Linked DNA regions of Danio rerio: region 1 is linked to region 2. The links are chromatin contacts, called in public HiChIP or PLAC-seq maps. All regions are on one chromosome and are shown on one strand. The core of a region is the stretch at or near the end of the contact, and the rest is flanking DNA. Distances in the headings are between cores, read along the strand shown. Region 1 holds the start of srgap2 (SLIT-ROBO Rho GTPase activating protein 2). Region 2 overlaps srgap2 (SLIT-ROBO Rho GTPase activating protein 2).

Region 1 (6,108 bases), core at 2,607-5,106, 150 kb before region 2:
TCGTTTTATTTAAAATTTTTATATCGTGATAATTATCGATATCGAATTATCGCCCAGCCCTATTTAATCGTTAGAAAATCCAAACGCGAGCTTGAAACCTGGCGTACGCAAAATTTTTGAGTGTACGCAGTGTTGAAACATGAGGCCCCAAGTGATTAATTAATTTAGAAATCAAGCAGCTTGCTGTCTTTATAAATGAATCATTGAATAAATTTGTCAAATGATTTATTCAAAACCAGATTCATACAGAAATGAAAAATTGCAGTTTTGTTTAATATCCACAGAGATAAATTCTTCAAAGAATTCTGCTCTTGACTTACTTTTTTTGTAGGCAAAACAGAACAAAAACAACCGTATTGTCTTTAAAATGTAAGTAAATATTAGGTTTTTGTTTATTGAAGACTTTAAATTGAATTGAATTGTGATTGTGCTCATGAAATGATATTAGGAAATCAAGAATATATCTTTCAAACTTAATTTCAATGGGGGGGGGGGGGGGGCACACAGCGAACTAGCATATTCAAATGTTAATTAATATAAAACTATGCAGATGGCACTATGTGGCGTGACAGAAATATGAACAGACTTGCAGCACTGGTATGCGTACCCTGATGGAAATCTATGTTTCGAATTGTAAAATGCATGCCAGTCATGGCACCAAGCTGCACATCTGGTGTACAACCCCCTAAATAGGCTTTACATGCAGTAAATGAGTTTGAACTCTCAAGTGAAATCTCAAGTTCAAATTGTTTTTTTTTTTTGCAATATACTCAATTTAAGATCAATTTACTAAATCGCATGTTGTTAAAATAATTAAAATATATTCTATGTCAATAAATATTGCACACCCCTACTCTGAACACAGTCAAAAATTTTGCCTCATGTGTCAAACCTGTTGCATCCAGTCTATTGATGGTGGACACGGCCTCACTGTTGAACATCCAGAAGTGACCATTGTTACAGGACAGCAAGCAGGGTTTGCATGGGGCCACCACGTGATATCCCACAACATTCCCACTGAATGTGCAGAAAGAGCCAGACAAAAAACACCTGATTCAAATGCTTTGTCAAACACAATAAAACAGAACAACAAATTGCTCAGTTCAAACAAACAATGGACTAAACAATACAGCTAAAACAGCAAAACAACATATTTTGTTTTGTACAGCTTCAAGTCTAAATATGTATAAACCAAATAGTTTTTTATATTGTACTCTGTAAAAAAAATTGCACAAGTCCTTAATGTTGTTTCAACACAAATCGATTAAAGTCAACTTACTTGGTTTTATAAATTTTAGTTGATTGAACATAAAACAATTAAGTTATCCCAGAAAAACCCTCAAGACTTGTTGATTAAGCTCATTATAAATAAATAACTACAACAAGCAACACAAATATTTTTAGTGCGCTAAAGTCTCACCATTCAGAAAACAATTTAAAAATGAATATGATTAAATATGATTTGATGATATGATGATTTTTTTTTGCAGAAACTGATACTTTTAAAAGTAGATATTATAACATTTAAAAAATACTAAATACGGTATTTATATGAAAAAGAAATCTTTGACACTGCATATCACTTAATAGATGACCAGATACAAGTCAGACTAAGTATGCGGATTAAAGACATTTTATACATTTCAATTGCATTGAACTTGCTTTCCACGTATATAACATCAAAATGAGACATTTAATATTTAACCTACATATTGTCTTAATAAACTATTAAAAACCAACCATGAACACTAGTTACCACTAGGAGAAAACAAAAGTTAGTTATAAAGATGTCTTTACCATTTCAAACAAGCAATATCTCTTAATTTGCATTTGCAGCTTTCAGTGGAATAGCAGCTTGCCACAAAATCAACTGTCCTAAGTAGGGAAAAGAAGCACAGTTTTGTTTATAAGCAAAACACTATATTGATCATTAGAAATAATGTTTTGTGAAGATTTCTGTGATGAAGGAAGCCTCACCTATTTGGTGGTATGTCGGTTGAGAATAGCTCTATTTCCGTATCAGCCAAAAGCACTGCTTTCATCCCTCTGGTACACAGCAGACTGTCACAGTATATACAGTTGATTTGCGTCACGCACTTATTCTTGAAATTTGAAGTAGACATTGTAGAAGTGAGCTTTTCTCGGGTACAGCTCCTAGCAAAACGCAGCTCCTGTTGATTTAAAACGACAATAGAGAGTCGATCAGCATCTGAACTGAAGGCTACAGCAGCAGATGTTTGAACAGACGTTCTGCACCTGTCTGGCTAACTAGCTTTAGCCTTGTTTTACCTAAATTGCGTTAGCAATGTTTATAACTAAGAGAAGTAAAATTACAAAAACGAAAACCTTAGAATAATAGCACGAATGAAAATCACAGCAATTCCTGTCTATTTCACTCTTCTGTTATGATCCAGAAAAGCGTTGTCTTTATTGTTATCAGAGCGCTAGCTAGCTAAGTAAAATATAAATGTTTTATAACCAAGCATGCCATAAAATCGTTCTTACCTTTAATGATATCAGATCTTTTTAGATCTAGGCGGCAAATAAACACATTGTACTAAGTTACAGTAAAATTCTCTATCGCTACAACTGGGCTTAGATTGCTAAGCTACGTTTGTTTACGTCCGCGTCGAAGCGGATATGCACTTCCTGAGACATTTTCAAACAGCCTGTTCTCTGACGCTGATTGGTTCCAAATTAGCATGTCTCATGCGTGATTGGCCAGCTCCAATTCCTTTGGTGATTGGTTGAAGTGCTTTTCCGCAAACCACAGAACCGCCTAGGGGAAGTACGACTCATTTCTGAAAATCGGTTCTTTCGAACGACTCGTTTCAAAAAGCGATTCAGTAATTATTATGCTCACACCTGGTTCCTGACATCCCGTTGTGGTATATTATATCTTCAAAGCCAAATGTAGGTACAAATTGGTCTTTATTACGTTTATACCCATATCAAATAATAGTGTTTGGTGTGATACCCTGTGTTGTAATTCAGTTGCAGCAACTAATTTAGCTTATAAAGTGTGTTTTAATCACACATTCATCTTATGATATATTAATAGATAAATTCTTGTACATCTCTTGGTTAAAGAATATTTGCGTGATTCATTAATCATTATGCTTATGTAATAAAGTGATTCACTTAACTGCAACAGTGTAATTCAAAGTGATTGTTCTTCTATAGTTTGTTGTCTAGCCAGCCTGAAACATTGAAATTAATCATGATAACCTACAATTTTCCATGGAAAATTGTTTGCCCCCACATTTGATCACTGCATACCATAACGTTTAAGTCATAAACGTTATATAGACTGAATAACGCGATTATTTGAATAAATCGTTTAGCTCGATGCTGTGCATGAAGAACTGTTTAGAATGTGAACCGACTCAACTGATTCAATTGAAAGATTCGACTCATAAAAAGGATTCTTTCAATCAGACATCGCAAAAATACAACAATGTGAAAAACGACAATTTTATATGCTAATTGTTATTTCTTTAATCATTAACGAAGACATAGATACACTCACATGAAATAAATAAATATAAATATAATAGTCAAAGGAAAGTAAATCACTACTTACAATTACAATGTTTACAATTATTGCTATCACTTAAACTTACTAAATCTATAAACTGTGTTGTGCTTGTGATATGAGACAATATTAATCCCCTCAAAATTGTCTCTTTAATGGTCAGTTTGATAGATTCATGTCGTGTTCAAGTGTTTCAGCCAATGACAATAGAAGGGGGTTGTTCTTTCTCTTCCATGAAAAGAGGCGGGGTTTGAGTTTGGGAAAATTCAGTGAATAGCGTAACAACAAGTCTTGGGGGAGAAATCTGGTATATGAAAGCTGTTTTTAGACATGGAAATCGCATTTTAAGGTAAGTGGATTATCGATTTAATGCAACAGTTTATGATTCGGGCACATAAGGACTCGAGAAAGCTTCGCTATCGTCCGGATGAAATGCAGGGATCTCCTTGAGGAAAGCCCTAAACTATTCCGAGAGTCACCAGGGGCCTCTCTGCTTTTCACATCACGACAAACTCCCTCCTAGTTGCACATTGCCTCTTCCTTTTAAGGACTAATGATTTAAAGTTTTCTCCGATCCTGCAGCTTTTTTGGCTGACAGTATTTAAACGTGCATCACATGATATGAGCAAGTTAAAGTACTCTTTATCATCTTTTAAAGACCTCAGCTATTTTAAACACATTTGTTTTAAGCTGCTATTCTATAATAACAGTGATCTCGTCTTGATAAGTTGATAGGTCAAAGATAATCTTTTTGATTACCTTATAGCCTAAATAAAATCATAAATGGCTGTTTTCCTCCACACTTATGACACTGTTACTACAAAATTTTTGTGTTTTGTGTTTTTGTTGCCATGGTGTTGTGCAAAAAGTGCTGTTATGTGTAAATTTTTTTGGGGAAATGCTACTGTTATGAAAAACAAATGCCAGGAATATATTGCTCATGCAGATGAACAGGAAATATGAGCTTTAAAATGTCTCATTTTGGCAATTAATAATTTAAGGCCTTAAAATGAGAGCAGAAAGTAAATTAATAAATAAGATATTAAATCTTGCATGTATTGCAAACACCATATCTTTCTCAATATTTTTCCAAATACCCTTATCTTAACTTCCCTAACGCATGATACATTTACTTAAGATTCTAAATTAATAAGTACTTTTTTAAAATGATTGATTTAAGCTGATTTAAAAAAAGGCCATGGATGGAATTATATATATTTACCATAAGCTCACTTTATTTGGACTAGTTTTACATAAATCAAAGCTTACATTGTTGTGTCATTTTATTTCATAAGTAATATCTTCTTTAAAAAAAGAATTTAACAGGTATCTCCACCAGAAAACAAGACAAAAGTACAGATAAAGAACACATAGTTTGGAGTGTCATCGGAAGATAGACAAAGTTATTTCCATGTTTTATCTTTTCACAAAGTTATTCAAAAATAAGCAGTTTTTTTAACAAAAGCCTTAGGGTTGCATTTGATTCAAATTATTGATTTATTTGTCTTTACTTGGTCTTTGAATCATTTTGACTCATGAAGTATTCATTCATTAATACTAAGTATAATCATTAAGTATTAAATTCATAAGTCATCTAATAAATCTTGCATGCATTGCAAAATGAATATCTTCCACAATATTTTTCCAAATACACATATCAAATCTTTCCCAACGCATGCATGATACATTTACTTGAGATGCAGAATAAATAAATACTTTTTAAATGATTGATTTAGGCTGATTTATTAAAGACCATGGTAGAAATTATATATATCTATTAAAATGTTATATTAATTATATGCTTAAAATGTTATAATTACCTTCATTAAACCTATTACTCATGCATTATTAAAGGCTTATAAAGTAAACATGTAAGGTCAAGATTTGCATGCGTGAGTTTGCTTTATCATGCACTACTGATGTAAATAAATATGACCATTCATCAGTTATAATATCAGATTTCAAGTTCACACTTTGCATTTAATCATGTTACATTTAATCCCCAAAACATGGTCTGTTTGTAAAGAGGAGCTCCAACCCACCTCTATTTTTCAACAAACGAAACAAAACGAAAATATTTTTGAGGAAGTTTACTGGAAGGAAGTAGTCTTTAGAAATCTGATCCGCTGAACTTTTCTTTGCCCTGTGTGTGCCCAGTGTGATGCTGGGAAATCCTATCCATGCCTTCATTTAGCTCTGAGGAGACTCACTCACACGTCTGACCGCCGGAGGAAAGACTGAAACTTTTGAAGACGCTGCGTCTGGTCGTGGGGATCCAGTGTGAGTGGACGGTGGGATGAAACTCTTCTCTTGCTTCATTCCTCTGCTGTTACGGACATATTACTCTACCTTGGAAGCCATCGGCAGCTCTTGACTAATAATGCGGCGTGATTGATCATCGACAGGAGACAATACCCATCCACTGCTTTCCATTCCCACATATTCGCTGGATATCTGTAGACGAAGTGCGGGCGAAGAGGCTTTTGTTCTGCGGTGTTTCTCGCTGTGACGGGACTTATTGTGTTTAGATCAATATGACGTCTCCTGCTAAATTCCGAAAGGACAAGGAAATT
Region 2 (5,934 bases), core at 2,164-4,663:
TTATAAATAAATAAACAAACTAAACTGTAAAATGTACAGTATTACTGGCTTTTGCTTGCCAGAAATACTGTAAAATGTACAAGTAAAACTACAGTACTTGTAAATTTTACTCTATTACTGGAAACCAAAATTGCCTATCATACTGTAAATTTTACAGCAATGTTTTTACAGTGGGAGCTTTTTTTTGTCACTTGATGTTGCGCAGGCTGTTTTAGCTCACCCCCTTCATCAGATCATAACCTGATGTATATTCATCCCTTACACCTCCCTCTCTCCCCTTTCTTTTTAACTCCCTATATACATTCAGTTTGTCTCTTTTTCTGCCAAAAGCACTAGTGCGTGGCTTTGAGTCCTGGCTCTCTCTCCTGCATCTGCCTGACCGTTATGCTGGTATGGCTGTGATATATGATGGATGAAATTGTAAGCATCTGTCTGCCCAGTTCCCTCATTCCCTCCGCAGTTCAAGTTTCTCTCCATCCGTCTCACGACTCCTCTATCTGTCTCTCTGCTGTCAGTTTTCCATCAGGTCAGGGTTCTCGCCCCCAAAGAGCCATAAGCTATTAGAGCACATAGATCCAGTGTCTCCCTGAGCTCCAGTGGATATGAAATTAATGTTTACGCCAACAAGATGTATAGTCTGAACACTGCACTGCAAATTGAAAGGGGTGGAGGAAGGATCCTTTGGCAGAAAGTCGAGAAAAGGAAGGAAGATTGATTAGTGTGCTTACTTAATAGCTATCTAAATGAAATTTATCAGCAGCGTTTTGTTTCTAAGTGTTGAGATGCTTGTGCTTTTTTTATGGTCTGTTTCAGAAACTGAAGGAGTTTCTGGAGGGCAGGAACCTCATCACCAAACTGCAGGCTAAACACGACCTGATCCAAAAGACTCTGGGAGAAAGTGAGTAATCTTTCTTGAGTGATGGCTTCATGCGTGTCTGGGGACGCATCAACTGGCAAAACCAATGTTATGAATAAAATATTATGGGTTTGATATTGCAGTTAGGTACAGAATGGTAACTTTAAGTAACATTTTAGATAATACCACATAGGTGACACGGTGGCTCAGTGGTTTGCATTGTCGCCTCAAGAAGCTTGCTGATTTGAGTGCTGGCTGGGTCAGTTGGCTTTTTTGTGTGGAGTTTGCATGTTCTCACCATGTTCGTGTGGGTTTCCTCTGGGTGCTCCGGTTTCCCCACAGTCCAAAGACATGTGGTACAGGTGAATTGAAGAAACTAAATTGGCCCTAGTGTATGTGTGTGTGTGTGTGTGTGTGTGTGTGTGTGTGTGTGTGTGTGTGTGTGTGTGTGTGTGTGTGTGTGTGTGTGTGTGTGTGTGTGTGTGTGTGTGTGTGTGTGAATGTGAGAGTGTATGGGTATTTCCCAGTACTGGGTTGCAGCTGGAAGGGCATCTGCTGCAAAACAACATATGCTGGAATAGTTGCCGGTTCATTCCCCTTTGACAAATATGAATGGATAATACCACATAATACCAAATATTTTGTTTGAATTAGTTTAAAACAAAGTAGAATCAAGCATTTTGATTTTTCTTAGGAGCCGATACATGTATACATGTACATGATATAAAAGTTCATATTTGGATTCCACAAATCAAAAATTTAATACATATATGCAACATAAAATTCAAAATATTGCAATTTTTTTTCAACTATTGGAATTACAAATATGTACATTTATGTTCAAACATATTAGCTATAATGTTATATATGTATGTATATATATATATATATATATATATATATATATATATATATATATATATATATATATATATATATATATATATATATATATATATATATATATATATATATATATATATATATATATATATATATATATATATATATACATACAAATCTCATAGGCAGCCATGTTTTATTCATGAATGATTCAGTGTTTTTGAGCAAATCAGTTGAATAAATGATTCTGTAAGTGACTCTCATGCTACGTTCACACCAGATGCAGATATAGCGTCAGGGCAGAGGGATTTACATGTTAAGTCAATGCAAAGACGGGAATAGACATCCTGCACGAATGAGGTGGTGCGAATTGAGTGTTTTGCACGTTTGATGCACTTTACGTGCGTATTGCATATTTTTTGTTTTGTTTTGAACTTTAGGCGTTAACCAATCAGAAGCTTTTACACGTAGGAGCGTGATTATGACATAGCCACTGTTGTTGGTGTCCTTAGGGTAAATCCTCTTGCCGACACCAGTCAACAGTTCATTAAAATGGGCTTGGCTCAGTCGGAAGCACCGCTGAAAGCGTCCATCATCCAGGTATAGCTTCTGGAGAAATTGATTAACTCAAAGGGCTGTGTGCACCTCTGAAAGGATCTAGTGGGTGAATGAATATATATATATATATATATATATATATATATATATATATATATATATATATATATATATATATATGCTGTTTTTAGCCTTACTAAAGCACATAAACAGCTACTCTCTCAATAAAATCCATGTTAGCCATTTAGCAACAAAGCTAGAGTCACCGGGCAGACAGAAGCCCTGTCCATCATGTGAATCTGTATTCATTGTGAAGCAAATTGGACGCACGAATGAAGTATACTTAAATTGAGTGTACTTAAAATGTTCACGCATCTATTTATGCGTGTATGGCGCAATTAATTCACGCAATCTGCATCTGGAATGCACGCAGCATCATAGTCATGCATGTTTATTCTTGAATGAATCAGTGTTTCTGAACAAATCAGTTGAATAAGGGATTCAAACGACTCTCGTATTCAACCATGTTTCCTTTTTGAATGAATCAGTGTTTTTGAATAGATCAGTTGAGTGAAAGATTCAAGTGACTCTCATAGGCAGTAATATTTCCTTCTTGAATGAATCAGTGTTTTTGAACAAATCTTTTGAATAATGAATGATTCACTCATAGAAATTTTAAGTATAACACGTACACTGGTTGAAGGATTCAGCTGACTTTCTCATAGACAGTTACGTTTCATTTAAAGGTTTGTGAATAAGTCAGCTGAGAAGTAAATTCTTGAATAAATCAGTGATGTTTAAAAAATCAGAAGAGTGAATAAGTTCTGTAAATCGGTTGTTTTACAGATAGGGTTAGTGTTAGTATGCATATGTGGGATGTCATGGTGTCAGGCAGAGATTGGTACTGAGTCAACCATATGTGTGTGTGTTAGCTTGAGGATGGTACTGATGTCATCAGAGCGTGAAGCTTTAACAGCACAGTGCCGCTCTGTACCGCTGTCCTCATGGGCCTTAGCATGATCTTATCCACTCACTCATTGGCAGGCCTGTATAGTGGAGGTTAAAGGTCATGTGCCAAACTACAAGACAGAGAAAAACGAGTCTGTGTGAGAGAGAGAGAGAGAGAGAGAGAGAGAGAGAGAGAAGTGCACTGCAGTGTTGTTTCACTCTGATGTTCCTCCCACGTACGTTCCTCCAGACTAGAAGCGAACTGTCAGCCAGTCAGATTGGGCTGTCAGCGAACAGGAAGTGAAGCTAAGAGAATCAGACTGATAGCGAAGAGATAATGATGTGAGATGTAGAGAGTAATGGTGTTGATTACTATGTTGACGAATAACCAGCACCCACTAAAAGTAGTGCAGTCAGAAAGATGATCTATGCATTTTAAGATAAACAAGGAATTTTTGTACATTGTAGCTTTCACCTCTGTTTTAGATATTTTTAGGAAACATAAAAATAAACTCCTGTACTATAGCCATTCGACATTACACTACCTGACTCTTATCATCGATTCCAGAAAAATATTAATAATTCCAAAAAATAATAACTTTACTCCTAGTTGATGATTTGGAAAAGCGGCAGAAGTTATATTTTTACAGATGAATCATCTGTTGAACTGCATCCCAATCATCACAAATATTGCAGACCTATTGGAACCTGCATGGACTCAATATTCTCAGAGAAATCAGTCAAGTTTGGTGAAGATAAAATCATGGTTTGGGGTTACGTCAAAGTCCATTTAGGGCAAGTCATTTCACTTGGTGGCAATTTTTGAAACACCTCTCAGGCAGTATGCTCGGGCATTCTGTCTGAATGGGGAAACATCAAATTCTACATAACTGCTTGCCAAGTTTACGATTATATTTTATATTACAAATAATCAATAAAATTAAACAACAACTGTCTATTTAGTTTCATTTTTAAATGTTCATATCACACAAAATCTGCAGAAACTCAAATCCCTACTCAAGAGATTGTCATTGTATAGCAATTGCTGATTGGCTCCTGTACTAGAAGGCGGGCTTTATTCGCCATATAGCGATCACTGATTGGCTTCTGTACTAGAAGGCGGGCTTTATTTGCCATATAGTGTTCGCTGATTGGCTCCTGTACTAGAAGGCGGGCTTTATTTGCCATATAGCGATCACTGATTGGCTCTTGTACTATAAGGCAGGCTTTATTTGCCATATAGCGTTCGCTGATTGGCTTCTGTACTAGAAGGCAGGCTTCATTCGCCATATAGCGATCGCTGATTGACTCCTGTACTAGAACGCGGGGTAGGGCCGGGTCTTGTGTATTCTATAGTCTTTAATTACATTCAGTTTGGGGGCGTGTGAGAGATGGCAACATCAACAGCCTGAGGTTTCAAGATATTTGTGTTGCCCATTACATTACAAACCACAGGAGAGGGCAAATTCTTTAGCAGGATAGCGCTTCTTTTCATTTTCTGCCTCCACACCAAAGTTTCTGAAAGCAAAGAAGGTCAAGGTGCTCCAGGTTTGGCCAGCTCACTCATCAGACATAAACATTATTGAGCATGTCTGGAGTAAGATGAAGGAGGAGGCATTGAAGATGAATCCATAGAATCATAGGAGTCCTGCAAGACTGCTTTCTTTGCCATTCCAGATGACTTTACTAGTAAGTTATCTGAGTAATTGTAAAGATGTATGGATGTAGTCATCTAAGCTCATGGGAGTCACACACAATATTAGTTATTTTTCCACTGCACCATGACTTTATATGCTATACTGTACCTTATTTCTGTTAAGTGACAATACTTTTGACTAAGCAAAGTCAATAATTCAGAATAATTAAATAAATTATTTAAATTAAATTATTAAATAAATAACTAATAAAGTAAATAATTCAAAATCAAGGCATGATCATATTTTATATTGGTAAAATAAGCGTAATCTAGAGGCCTTTGCCTCATATAAGCGACTTCTGATACCAAATGATCTACTAGAAGTCAACTTATTATTTGTTGTTCCTAAAACTTGAATAGGCAGCAAGACTTTTGTCAGGTAGCGTATTTAGATTTTGATTGAATGGCATAATCATTGATTGAATTAGAATCACTCCAGTTATCCAATGTCAAAAACAGATTCTGCGCTGTGAAATGCTGCAGGAACAGTACAGTGTGTAACTGCTGTCATGGAGTAAAATGACAGAATGTTCCAGCACAAACTGAGGGAAGGAAAGTGGTTAGGATGATTAGCTCACTGAAGTCTGTTGCACGTTTGGCATTTTTCTAAGTGGAGCCGTGTGTGATGGGAAAAAACGACACGCTGTGATGTCACTGAATGTGTTTAGAGGGGAACATGCGGATACAGGGTCGCGTCCCACAGGAAAGTCCTCCGTGACAGCAAAGACAACATGCGGGATGAGGCTTTTATTCCCAAAGGAAACCACATCCAGCTGTGGCCTCTTCCTCGCACATCCAGCTTCCCTCTAATTGTTTTCCTCTCTTTATTTTTTTTTCCAGGTCAGAAGACGGACTACTGCCTTGCCAGGTGAGTGCAGTGTTGGGAAACTCAACAAATCCAAACAAGATGTATACGGTTTACGCACAAGAACTAATTTTGCACACATGCAGATGTTTGGGAGCCATTTATAGATGAATATCTTGTCTAGACATATTCATCTTTTATTCACATCTGCTGATTTATTAATCGAGG

Evidence for each region. HiChIP or PLAC-seq counts read pairs in DNA pulled down with a chosen protein or histone mark.
Region 1: a contact with region 2 is called in an H3K4me3 HiChIP or PLAC-seq map of gastrula embryo, with 3 times the contacts expected there. The contact joins the promoter of srgap2 here to the enhancer-like site in region 2. A contact is called at or near these places in 5 of 18 Hi-C or Micro-C datasets (caudal fin, embryo and fibroblasts) and 3 of 4 datasets of contacts at active chromatin or transcription factors (caudal fin, embryo and gastrula embryo).

Annotation. Positions count from the first base shown.
Region 1 is chr11:23,680,892-23,686,999 of GRCz12tu, reverse strand. It overlaps srgap2 (SLIT-ROBO Rho GTPase activating protein 2), which reads left to right and starts at 3,856. Exons shown (of 23, transcript NM_001048235.1): 1 at 3,856-3,884; 2 at 5,693-6,108. The coding sequence starts at 6,070. It overlaps zgc:101564, which reads right to left and starts at 2,634. Exons shown (of 5, transcript NM_001013545.2): 1 at 2,506-2,634; 2 at 1,978-2,171; 3 at 1,798-1,875; 4 at 893-1,017. The coding sequence starts at 2,123.
Region 2 is chr11:23,533,415-23,539,348 of GRCz12tu, reverse strand. srgap2 (SLIT-ROBO Rho GTPase activating protein 2) reads left to right here. Exons shown (of 23, transcript NM_001048235.1): 11 at 814-898; 12 at 5,742-5,769. Among named protein-coding and RNA genes, the nearest start is that of ikbke, 37 kb to the right of the region's middle. Within about 2 kb of position 3,413, at least 7 of the 62 cell types and tissues checked have an H3K27ac peak or open chromatin away from gene starts, as enhancers often do.